Regions from separate parts of the Rattus norvegicus genome. Here region 2 is linked to region 1. A link is a contact called in public Hi-C data. All regions are on one chromosome and are shown on one strand. Each heading gives the region's core, a stretch centred on a gene start, on an enhancer-like site or on the middle of the called end of the contact. The rest is flanking DNA. Distances are from core to core; before and after follow the strand shown. Region 1 has its middle 510 kb from the start of Tbl1xr1. Region 2 overlaps Tbl1xr1 (TBL1X/Y related 1).

Evidence for each region. Hi-C and Micro-C count contacts between places; a contact is called where the count stands out from the background.
Region 2: a contact with region 1 is called in a Hi-C map of frontal cortex, with 2.1 times the contacts expected there. The contact joins two enhancer-like sites. A contact is called at or near these places in 2 of 12 Hi-C or Micro-C datasets (the A7r5 cell line and frontal cortex).

Annotation. Positions count from the first base shown.
Region 1 is chr2:106,222,548-106,228,571 of GRCr8, reverse strand. No RefSeq gene overlaps it. Among named protein-coding and RNA genes, the nearest start is that of Tbl1xr1, 510 kb to the left of the region's middle. Within about 2 kb of position 2,956, at least 4 of the 93 cell types and tissues checked have an H3K27ac peak or open chromatin away from gene starts, as enhancers often do.
Region 2 is chr2:106,830,563-106,836,637 of GRCr8, reverse strand. Tbl1xr1 (TBL1X/Y related 1) reads right to left here. Exons shown (of 16, transcript NM_001108941.1): 4 at 5,293-5,438; 5 at 3,831-4,053; 6 at 3,178-3,310; 7 at 2,637-2,778; 8 at 2,088-2,151; 9 at 1,888-1,985; 10 at 940-1,000. Among named protein-coding and RNA genes, the nearest start is that of Tbl1xr1, 100 kb to the right of the region's middle. Within about 2 kb of position 3,852, at least 9 of the 93 cell types and tissues checked have an H3K27ac peak or open chromatin away from gene starts, as enhancers often do.

The sequences.
Region 1 (6,024 bases), core at 1,707-4,206:
ACTCTGACCTCATAGGTAGCAATGAATATCCTAGTAAGAACACCAGTGGAAGGGGAAGCCCTGGGTCCTGCTAAGACTGAACCCCCAGTGAACTAGACTGTTGGGGGGAGGGTGGCAATGGGGGATGGGTTGGGAGGGGAACACCCATAAGGAAGGGGAGGGGGGAGGGGGATGTTTGCCCGGAAACCGGGAAAGGGAATAACACTCGAAATGTATGTAAGAAATACTCAAGTTAATTAAAAAAAAATAAAAAAAAAAGTGTGAATCAGCAATACTGGGTATGGACTGAATCTTTATGCCCTTAATTTCTGATATACATTGAGACTTCATTTCCCATACAGTAGTGTTGGGAAATGGGGCCTTTAAAAGTTTAATAAGGTCACAATTATGCTTGGACTTCAGCCCTTGGAAGAGGTCTGAGGGAGTTTGTTCACAGTGTCTACTAAGTCAGGATAGTGGTTGTCATCAATGATGAACAGGCTGTCAATAGACACCGAATCTGTAGTCACTTTGAACTTAAACTTGCCAGACTCTAGCACTGTGAGAAAAGAATATGTGTTGTTTATAAAGGGTATATTGGAGGATATTTTGTAATAGCAGCCTGAGTGCACTAACATCAATGATAACTATCTGAGGCCTTAACGGAATAGGAACTGTTAAGAATTCAGAGTTTTGTTTGGAGTCACTGGCTTTGCATAAGAAAACAGACAAAAGGATGACTTTTTTCCAGAGCTGAAATGCTGATCCAGTTTTGTAGAAGTTTGCACAAGTGGACTTTGTAGTTTTCTTTCTGGAGTTGGAATTTAGCCCCTGGTCTTGAAAAACAAACAAACAAACAAAAAACAAACAAACAAAAGGAGTTTCTTCAAAAACAGAGATGGTTGGGCTTTACATTAACCAGTGTTAAAAATCGCTTGAGTCATATTTGATCCCAGTGTTGTTTAGCTGGTAGCAACTCATGTTGCTAATAAATACTGCCTCCATCCACTGCGGGGTCCTAATACAGAAGCACTGAGCTATGGTGAACAGCCACAGCATAAGGATCCTAACAATGTAATGGAAAAGATCCTTTATAACATTTGTGTTTGTCCTTAGAAGGTAATTTCTTTTGGTATCATATAAATGCAAATCTTCTCTCTTGCACATCTTTAATTAGTATTTACTAAAAAAAAAAACCATCAATTTTGATGCTACCATTTTGTCCAAAATATAAATTAAACACTTGGCAAACTCCAGCATGTTTTAAAAACACAGAACATAGTCTGTTGGAGGCTTCCATTTAATGTTAAAGTAATGCAGAACAGAATCCTGGGAGATTCTACCACTAAGGAGTCCTGCCAAGCCTAGGTGAAGTTTTTCCAAATCCTAGACTCTTATACATCCTATTTCCTGTTCACCACTTGCAGGGAGATATAATTGTTCAAGAGCTGTGAGGATAACGAGTCACCCACAGTCCTTCCTGCTAACTTTTGAGAAGTCTCTACTGAGGCAAGTGGATGAAAAGAGAGCCAGACTTTGTGTGCTTAGTCAGGAAGCATCAGTTTCTGCTCACTGGACTTTCTGGTATGATTAGCCCTCACATTGCTTTACACTGGTATCCCAAATACTAGCTTAACTTTTTTCACATTTCAGTTCTTAAAAAGGAAGCCAAGACTCATTAACTGTACTTACTGACTGCCCTGTCCCCAACTTCTGGTGGGACAGTATACTTTTTCTGTCATCTCTTTGCCTATCCTGACTTTAGACTCATTTTGGTTCCCTGCATCTCTGTTGCTTAGCTGTGGAACACTGACAGCCTGCTTGGGGACTGCCTTATTTGATCTGTGCTAACCAGTGCCTCAGACCTGGTCCTTAAATTTGACATCTTGTATTCAACACTTAGAAAAACTCTGTATCTCACATGGTCCTTCAAAACGAAAACACAGGACAAAGTTCACTCCTTCTGTCTACTCTCTTACTCCCATATCCTTTCTTTTTTCCCATTTCCTTTACCCTTAACATCACTGTGAAAATAGCTTCAGTGGTAGAAAACTTGCCAACAGAGGATGAGATTTCTGCTGTGGTCATGTGCCAACTGCATACTATAAGGAATTCATGGCTCTTAGCTTTGAATAGGATTCTAAGTGAGAATGGAAATCAGTGAGAGAGAAAGGGAGAGAGAGATTTTTTATCTCCATTCTGTGATCAAACATTTGACAACCAGAAACTTAGAGAAGAAAGGGTTTATTTGTATATTTTGGCATATAGCTTGAAGGCAAACAGTCTACCCAAGTGATAGGCCAACCAGAAGGTGGCTGGTTACATTGAATTTACAGGAGCTGACAGTGAACAGAAAGTAAAGCTAAGACAGAAAACCTCAAGGGTCACTTAAACCAACAAGGCTTCTCCTCCTAAAAGTTGTGTTTTTCCCAAACAGCACCACTAGCTGGAGACCCACTGTCCAAACATGCGAGGTTATGGGGGGACATTTCATGTGAATCACCAAATAGACCTTGCTAGCTGAAGGTGTTTCTGTGCTTTGATGTCTTATTCTAAGGAGGCAAACACAAGGAAATAATCTAAGAAGATCCCAAGCTAAGGAATTTTGTTGATGTTATCATACATATATTTATTTTATTCAGTTGCTTCATACACCATGTATTTAGTATAGCCTGTCAAATATAAATGAGCCCCTACCTAGAGAGAATGTCATGACTGATGTGAGATTTCTGGGAATTCCCAAGCAGAATGAGTTCATGGAGCTTGGAGACACAGAATACCTCTGTCTTTGAAATTAAGCCAGAAGCATTCAAATTACATCATAGTCATAGTCAACTTCAGAAGCAAATTTGCATAATCATTGCTAAAAAAAAAGCTGTTCTCTAATCTTCAAAAAGTATGAGGATTCTATCAGGAATGCATGTTGGAAATGAGAGAGACCTGTAGTGTTTTCTGTTGCACTTAATTGTTTCAGATTAAGTGAAATTATATGGGTGACAGATTCCTATTTTCTTTGAACCTACTTCCTTTTGCATGCTGTGACATACTAAACAAAAGGGTGTGCCTAAAAGTGGGGAGGTAGACTGGAGAAGGGAAGTCGATCAGGTTGCTAAAACCTGATAACATCTCCCCCTTTGTTCTATTTCTAAAATCCTCAGGAAGCCTTCTGATCCGGAATTTGATTTCCTGTATAGTTCTACCTACCAGAAGGGATGTGCAGACAGTTGGCCTAGCTCCTGGACCAAGCATGCCTCCAGTTTTACATGAATAAATTGGCTTTTTGACAGAGTGAATCAGAGTATAAGGTTGCTTTGCATGAATCTAGCTCTAAAATTGCATGAGCCTAAAAACTGTGAGTCCAGGAAAGGGCATTGGAAATAAGATGTGGGCATTTGAGTAGCTGTATAGAAGTAAACCCTTTGTGTTTTTATTTATTTTTTTCAGGTAGTTAATTATTTTTCATAAAGTTAAGTTCACATAGAACTTTAAGATTTACTGGCATCATGCACGTTCCAAAGCTGAGACCATTTTTGAGCATTGGGGTGATCCTTTCCCACACAGGAATGTCTATTTAAGCCATCAGTGACTCTTGATGTTTGCACTGAGATAAACCATATTATTTTGTGAGATTCTGAACAGTTATACCCCAGTTTCCACTGGGTATCTCCATGCAGACTTCTGTGTATTAACAAAACAAGTAATTTTTTTCTAAAGGAAGGTTAAGATGTGAAAAAAAAGAAACAGAAAGACATTGGAAAAATAATTAAGCTGTGGGTACCCTAGAGAAGGGCAACAATGCCCTTTCTCAACAGTACCGATTAACAAATAAAAATCCCAGTACCAGAAATGGCTTACTACTTTTGGATTTGTTGGCTAATATGGTCCCATAGGTCCCCCAATTTCATAAGTTGTTGTTAATATTCTTGGTTATTCTTCAGACTTACCTTGACAATAAGGACCCATTGCTGAAGACTATACATATTTGAATCATAGAACATGAAGAAATATAGTGGGTGCTCACCAGAGAAGCTTAATTTTGCATTAGGTGAAAAATTAATGCAGAAATACACAAAAGGCCACAATGCAGAGAATGAGAGACTGTGGAATGCTCAACCCCACTAAAAGGAGCGTCTATATTACACTTCTTCCTCTCAAAAATTATTGTGGAAAGGATGGTAGTAGAAAGATTATAGGAGGCAGAGGTGGTGCAGATTAAAACAAAATGGGTTTTTATGGATATGACAGGACAGTATGAACTCACACTGGTTATGCCAGCTTCCTCATAACCTGCAAAAGGCCAACTCAGACAATATCTTACCATGGAGAGGGGAAGGAAGCATGAAGTCCTACCCCTAATGAGGAGACATTAGCAAGTTATAGCATCTTGGGAGAGGGAGAATCAGATTTATTTGAAGACTTAGACTTTGGTAGGTAGATTATGCTTCAGTGGATGGTGACACACTAAGAGTGTGTGAGGAGTACAAATTGGATTTGATGGGTTTAGGGGAAAAAAGGCACATAGGTGAGAATGGGGTGGATATGGAAAGAATTAGGAAGAGTGTGGTGAGTGTGGTCACAATGCAATTTCTGTTCATTTTCACTTATTTGTTAGTATAGCTTTTCGAGATATTTATACCTTCTGAATATTAATTATCCCCTTTTAGATTTATAGTCTGCAAATTTTATTTTTTGATACAGATGTGTAAAATAAATGTGTTACATTTTCAGGTTGCTCTTACAATTGGTGCACTGGAACAAGCACAACCTCCTAAATCCCAGCTTTTCCATGCATATGTCTGTGTCTCTGACCCAGTCATGTAAAGCTTTACAGCATATAGCTACACATATTTTCTTCTATTCAGCAGGCTGGCTGGTCTGCACACTTGGGTGATTGTTTCCTTTGTTTCATAAAATTCTTTAGTTTGATATACTCTCATTTGTCCAGATTTGGTTTTGTTGTGGATGCTCCTGAGATTTTTACCTAAAAAAAAAAAGAAAAAAAAAGTCCTCACCCAGACTAAAATTATAATGCACTCATCTATTGTTGATTTTCTAGTAGCACCATGATATTAGGGCTTACATTTTAGTCTTTAGTTCATTTTGAGTTGATTTTCATACATAGTACCTTATCTGTATTCTTTTGCATGTGGATAACCAGTTCTTCCAACATCATATATTAAAGGAGCTAGTCTCTCTTTCTCTGTCTCTCTCCTTCCTTCACTCCTTTATTTATTGAAAACAGATCCTTCTCTCATACATTACATCTCAATCACAGTTACCCTCCCAGCTTCCCCCAACTTACTTTCTCCCTTAGATCCATTCCCCTTCTATTTCCTCTCAGAAAAGAGTGGCCTCCACAAAAACAAAACAAAACAAAAATAAAAACAAATAAACAAACAATAGACAAAAACAAACAAAACAAAACAACCCCAAAACAATAAAACAGCAACAACAAAGAAACCTCAAAACAATAACAACAACCAAATATGACAAAACAAATACATTAAGACAAGGCAAAAGTCCTTATATTGAGGCTGGACAAGATCCCAATAGGAAGAAAAGAGTCCCAAGAGCAGGCAGTAGAGTGAGGAGACACCCATGCTCCTATTGTTAGAAGTCCCACAAAAATACTAAAAAAAAAAAGCTAACAACCATAACATATACACAATGGACCTGGTACAGACCCATGTGGGCACTGTGCTTGCTGTTTCAGTCTCTGTGAGCTTGTATAAGCCCTGCTTAGTTGATTCAGTGGGTCATGTTTTCCTAATGTCCTCCATCCCTTCTGACTCCTACAATCTCCTGCCCCTGCCCTTCTTTGAAGGTGTTCCCCAAGCTCCACAGGGAGGCATGAAATGGAGATCTCCAATTCAGACTCTGCATAATTTCCAGCTGTGGATCTCTTCACTTGTTTCTATCTCCTGCCACAAGATGCCTCTCTGATGATGAGTGGACAAGACACTGACCTTTGAATATAGCAGAACATCATTAGAAATCATTACATTGCACTTGTTTGTTTGGTTATTAACCAGTTGTGTTAGTTCT
Region 2 (6,075 bases), core at 2,603-5,102, 610 kb before region 1:
CTGATAGAGTTAAGTATTTAGGGCATACCACAAAGTCTGCAAACCACTCTACTCAGATCCTACCCCGAGTGTTTTGCTTGGTCTCACTTCTGCCTTTTGGTACATGCCTGCTCATTCCCAACGACATGAGGATGATAACCACAGCCTCCTCAGTCACGGTGGGACTCCTCAGAGCAAGTCTCAAAGCAGCAGCTATTATCAGACAGCGCTAAAACCATTACCCTGGCAGTCTTTCCTGCCATCAAGAAATTCACCGATGATGCTCGCCTACACTCCCATACTCAGGAGGCTGAGGAAACGGAAGGAGAAGCGTTCTGAGCCGGAAACAGCCTGGTATACACAGCAGGATGTTGTTCCTCCCTGCCCTCTCTGACACAGTGGTGCCAGGATGAAGGCAATGAGGGCACTGAGCTACAAGCCCAGAGTACTACATCACACAAGAGGAAACCCACAAAAGACATCAAGAATACCCATCTTTTACTTCACAAACAAAAGAGGGCTGACCTAGACAAATCAATCTAAAATGCACAAGATGGTGATATGTGAGCCTATAATAGTTTAATTTATTCCAAGGCATTTTCTTGTCCTTGCAATAAATAGCTGTCAAGAGCCCTCGTTTACATATAGTGAAAATGAAGCTACAAAGGTTAAGTGATCTGAGAGCTTATCACGTGCAGAAAGTCCATTTACAGCCAGACCTTCCAACTCTGCAGAGCCACCCTCACTACACCGTCCGACTCTGCATCATCACTCTAATTACGTAGGCTCAGTACTCTATGGCACATTTCACAAAAAGCCCTGCTGACCCTCTAAGAAGGAACAGTTTAAAAGCTATGAAATGCCTCCCGAGAGAGCCGGCACCAAGAACGCTGTCTGACACTCTAGGCCCTGAGTGAATTCTGAAGAGCATGTCAGCTGCCATGTGTCATCAAGATTTACCTGAATGGAAAGGAAACTGCTGCTTGGCTTCTCCAGTATGCGCATCCCAAATGATGGTGGTCTGAGATTAGAAGGAGAAGAAAAATTAAAGGGTGCGTGAGTGGCAGAATGGACGCCTGACTAAGGCAGAAGGACACTGTGTAGTGAACTCCACCATCAATATTTCTATTCCTCACAACACAAGGCCACCTACACTCAGCTCAGAGGAAAGCATCATGACGCAGCTTAACTTTTCTGCGGGGATTCTTGCCAACTTATTTCCAATAATAATTATTGTTTGTCAACAAGGTGTCTGCATTGTATTAGATTACCTAATGGATATCACTGCAATGGTGCATTTTAATGAGTTTTGCCAGCTCTGGAGATATAAGGAACTAAATTCTTGTTATACTAAAACTACCACTAACAGATTTCTTTTCTTGAACCTCACACTGACGTGAACTTCGCATTGACACCCCCCCCCCACCCGAAAAGAACGTCTTACATTATAGTACCACTTAAAGCAGGCTGTGAGACTGCCTATGAAAGTGACAGGGGCTGGCTCTCCCCTCCCCTGCTTTTGCACATTCCTTCAGCTCTCTTTTAGAACTGCTCACTGAAAATATGAGTCGAAGGCAGTTTCTGTCCCCTCCCCCAGCAGATTAACAGATTAACAGTCTGTTCTCTGCTGGGTGGAAGGAGCCGTTGCCACTGAGATGGACTGGGAAGCACAAAGTGCTTAGTTCTAATGCTTCACCAGGTACAAATCCTAGCAAAAATGAGGCATGGTCATATCAATGAAAGATAAGATAGTAGTTTCGGAAAATAAGCAGACAATATAAGAAAAATTTCTATTACTGTTACCACTTCTTATTTGAATGAACTGAAGTCTGCTTAAGTTATTAGCAGGAAAGAAAAAATTACTTTCAAATATATTCTTGATAGAACTTGACTTGAATGTTCATTTACCTTGTCTACACCAGCACTTAGGATGAAATTTCCTTTCTTATTCCATTTTAATGCAAATATAGGACCTTTATGCTGCCCCAAGGTGCTGGCAAGATTACCTAAATTAAAAAAGAACAAACAACAACAACAACAACAAAAAACTTTAAAATTACTTTAAACTTTATAACTTAGAACATCAATAAAGTTAGAAAAATTCATACCATCTTTAGTCCATATTCTGGCAAATCCGTCATATGACCCAGTTGCTAGAAGTGTACCTTCACTCTGGCAGAGAAATACATTTTGTTTATTACACAATCCAAAAGGCCATTTAATTACTACACACACAGTGCCTGTTGAAGTTCTGGGCACAAAAGACCCAGATCTCTGTGTGAGTGCCAACAAAGGCTGGCAAAACCCTGCTCGCAGATGAAGCCAGTGTCCTCAGACAGCCCACCCAAGGATGAGCACTGGCAGGCAGCACTGTGGAGCAGGACTGCAGTTCCTCCGCAGAACATTTTCACAGAGGACCATGAGTGAGGATGCAGCAGGTATAGACCAGGAAGGACAACATAAAAATGATACTCTGAGGATGCTTTTTATAAGAGGTAAAAAGTAAAGCCTTCAATTTATTTTTAAATTTTGATTAGGATTTTAGGAATATGGAGCCAGGTTGAAGCTAAAATTGGGACCTAATCTCCAGATTATAGTATGTCGAGTCCTCAAATGTCTTCATTCACAGACCACCTATGCAAGAAAAGAACACTCACATTCCAATCTAGAGAGGTGACATCCTTGTTACTGGGAACGTCCTGCCCTCCTTCCCGTATGCAGTGTCTAAGCACCAGCTGTGTGGGGCCACTTGTGCTGTTCTCACTGAGGTTCCATATTCTTGCAGTGGAGTCTCCAGACCTTCAGAGTCAAAATATCAGCTCAAGTCCTCATATGAGCAAGCATTCCACAATCTAAGCCACACATTTAGCATGAATAAGAAGTAGACTACTGGACACAAACATTTTAATATTTTTCTTATTTTATATTTTAGAGCTTCTACTAAGTAACAACTTCACAAGAAATACTAATCTACCAAGGCAAGATGATCATAAGCAATCAACAGAAGTGACTATAAAGTGAAATATATTAACAAAAACATGTAGCAGCCTATTTGGTGAGGTATTCTTAAATACCACGATAGTGCTGGGCATGGTAAAGCCCAGGACACAGGTGGGTCAACACGTCAAGTTAAACAGCAAATCCTGTCTAAAACCAAACAAAATGCTCAACAACTAGAAAGCTCTTTGAAAAACCTACCCTGATGCCAGGAGATCACTAACAGGGTTCCAGGCACAGATGAAAACTTCCGATTCATGGCCCCGAAGCACAACCGCTTTATTGGGAGGGATTTCCACATCCCCGTCCACCTCCATCATGTCCGTGTGATTATCTGCATCGTGAAAAGTAGCAGTTCTGTCAGAAGGGAAGCACATGTCTGGCAAGTATGACGTGCTAGTTTTAAAAGTGTGAGTATCCCGGAATGTGTATGTGAAATGGTAAAAAGAAAGGGGGAAAAAAGGTTATACCTCAGCAAGGCTGAATTAAAGTCTGTAACAATACTATTCTGAGTTCTGCCAGTAGGGGTTGCTGCTATCATTCATACAGCACGAGTCATCTTTATTCCTCAATGTCAGAGCCTTGTTGGATGTTTGTAACAGAGACTATTATAAATTTTACTTAGAAATCAAATGCAGATGCAAAATGCACTTAAGAGTAGAAAAAGGCTTCAGAAACATTTAAAAAGGAACGAACATTCAGTTCATTTAGCTTTTGGAATCTTAGGTCTGTAATCTGAAGTGTGTTGATGCCAGTTGGGGTAGAGGCAAACACCGGTTATCAGTGTAGCTTCTAAGGGTGGGCACTACAGTAGAGCAGTGTGTGCTGACCATCTCCAAGCATTCTCTGCTCACTTGCGATGGTGTGTGCTCCATTCTCCTCCCCATTGGCTGTGTTCTCTCCATTTTTCGCAGAGCCTTGCTGGTTAGTGGCTGCGGCAGCAGCTGCAGCAGCGGCTGCATGTTGCTGTGCAAGCTTGTCTCTGTAGGCTTGTTGTCTTGTTTGGACGACATCGGGCATGACAGCATCTATCAGGGACAGAGACTCTATGGGTCGACCATCAAATAAGGTGCCATCCTGGGGTTGAAAAACAGGGAAAGAAAAATGAGATGTAGTTGTCAGGTTGACATATACTCCATTAACAAAACGAAAAACTTCATTCTGAGGAAACCATGAACATGAGCAAGAAGGGGGAAGGGAGCAAGAATGGCACTGCAAGAGTCAAATGCAAACAGCCACCAACTGTCACCTAAGGTCCTCATCAACTCTGCACAAAGACAAACCAATACAAGAGGCCATTGGCAAAAGGTTAAAGATAATAAAATGCATACTATAACATTCAGGTAAGGGAAGCTGCTAGTAAGAAACACTGACCAATATGAATATGTCATACAATGAGAAGAAAGTACCCAGTACTTGCATCTGCATTCTGCACCCAGGCCTTGGGATGATGCACCTATCCTGACCTGGAGCAGATCTTTCTCTTATGGGTTTTCTCTAAACACTACAGGATGATCATATCATATAAGTGATCTAAATGCATGATATTGTATGACATACAAATGATATTAAGTGTAACCTAAGAGAACCAGCAGATAATGCTAGCTATGGTGGTGTAGGACCTATCCCTTAGGAAAACAAGGGACTGGACTACTTTAAAGAGCTAAAATCTTTTCACTTACTTTTACCAAAAAAAATGGGGGGATGTGGGGAAGAGACCTTCTACATATTCTGTGTTCTGGCCATACACTAAACATTGTAGCTACAACAAAGTTCCACTCAGAAAGAACATGCAATGTGTGCTTATTAATGCTTTGAAGGGCATAACAGCCTTGTTACAGTTCCTCATGATCCCAGTGACAGTCCAGAAGTAAATGAGTCTGGCTGTGCTACAAGGCTGATTTATACAATCAGGGAGCAGATAAGATTGCCTCAGGCAACAGTAGCATGCCTATACCTGAAACAAACACACTACTTACACATGCAGCTCTGAGCATCAAAGTTGGCATCACTTATAAATAAATTGGCTTCCAAAATCAGGGTACATGAAACTAACAATGATTTTGTAAGTCCTTGCCAGCAGTTTGTTCTTAGTACCGTCCAGCAAAATTATATGTTAAATATGATCTCCTTTTCTCACACACAGAGAATATTAAAGGAATAACCTACAGAAACTGTCTTCTGGTGTGAAAACCAATACATTTATGAATAATAATCTTAATCTGTCCAAACCCATGAAGTCAAGGTCAGATACTCCATAGGAAAACACATTTAAGAATAAGCATCGGTGTTTGAAGTGGAACGCATCTGCCTTACCTCATTTATGCTAACTTCTGCCTCTACATATTGCAGGCCTTTCTGGATGATAGAGATGAGTGCAGCGGGTGGGACGAGGGCACCATTTATGTTGGACTGACTTATATGGCTCTCTATACCAAAGGTAAATGCAGAATGAGAAAATCCTAAAAGCAAAAAAAACACTGTGAGAACTTATGTTGCTAATAACATCACATTAAATTGCAAACAATAAAAACTGTTATCTTTTATAATTACATACCATCACTTGACATTGTAAATGGATAGCTAAATTATAATTTAAAATAGAAGAAATATTAAAAGAGAGCCAAGTCAGCCTTTATTTTCCTTTGCTCACAGCACAATGTACGTCTGGCTTCTAACAGGTCACGTGGCTCAGGTTTTCTCACTGTACCACAGCAATACAACTTCCTCAAGAAAACACATCAAACACAAACACTGAAAAGCCATGAGACACAGAACATGTCAAGTGCCTTATGAAACAAAATGAAATCAAGATTCATGTAGCGGGTCATATTTTTGTGGCATATTTAAAAGAAAAAAAAAAGACTTAAATTTAAAAAAAAAAAAAAAAGAAAGAAATCCAAACCAAGAAAGAGCAGAAACAGGACAAACTGATGTAGCATGGGGCTGCAGATATGGCTGGGTCAGCAGTGCCTGTCCACCATGCATTTAGGGTCTGGCAGCAACACTGCCAAGCTGTGTACAATGATGCACACCTAACCTGCCCGCACTCAAAAGTACAGAGGTGGGATGATCAGACTTCAAGATTATCTTTGCCTA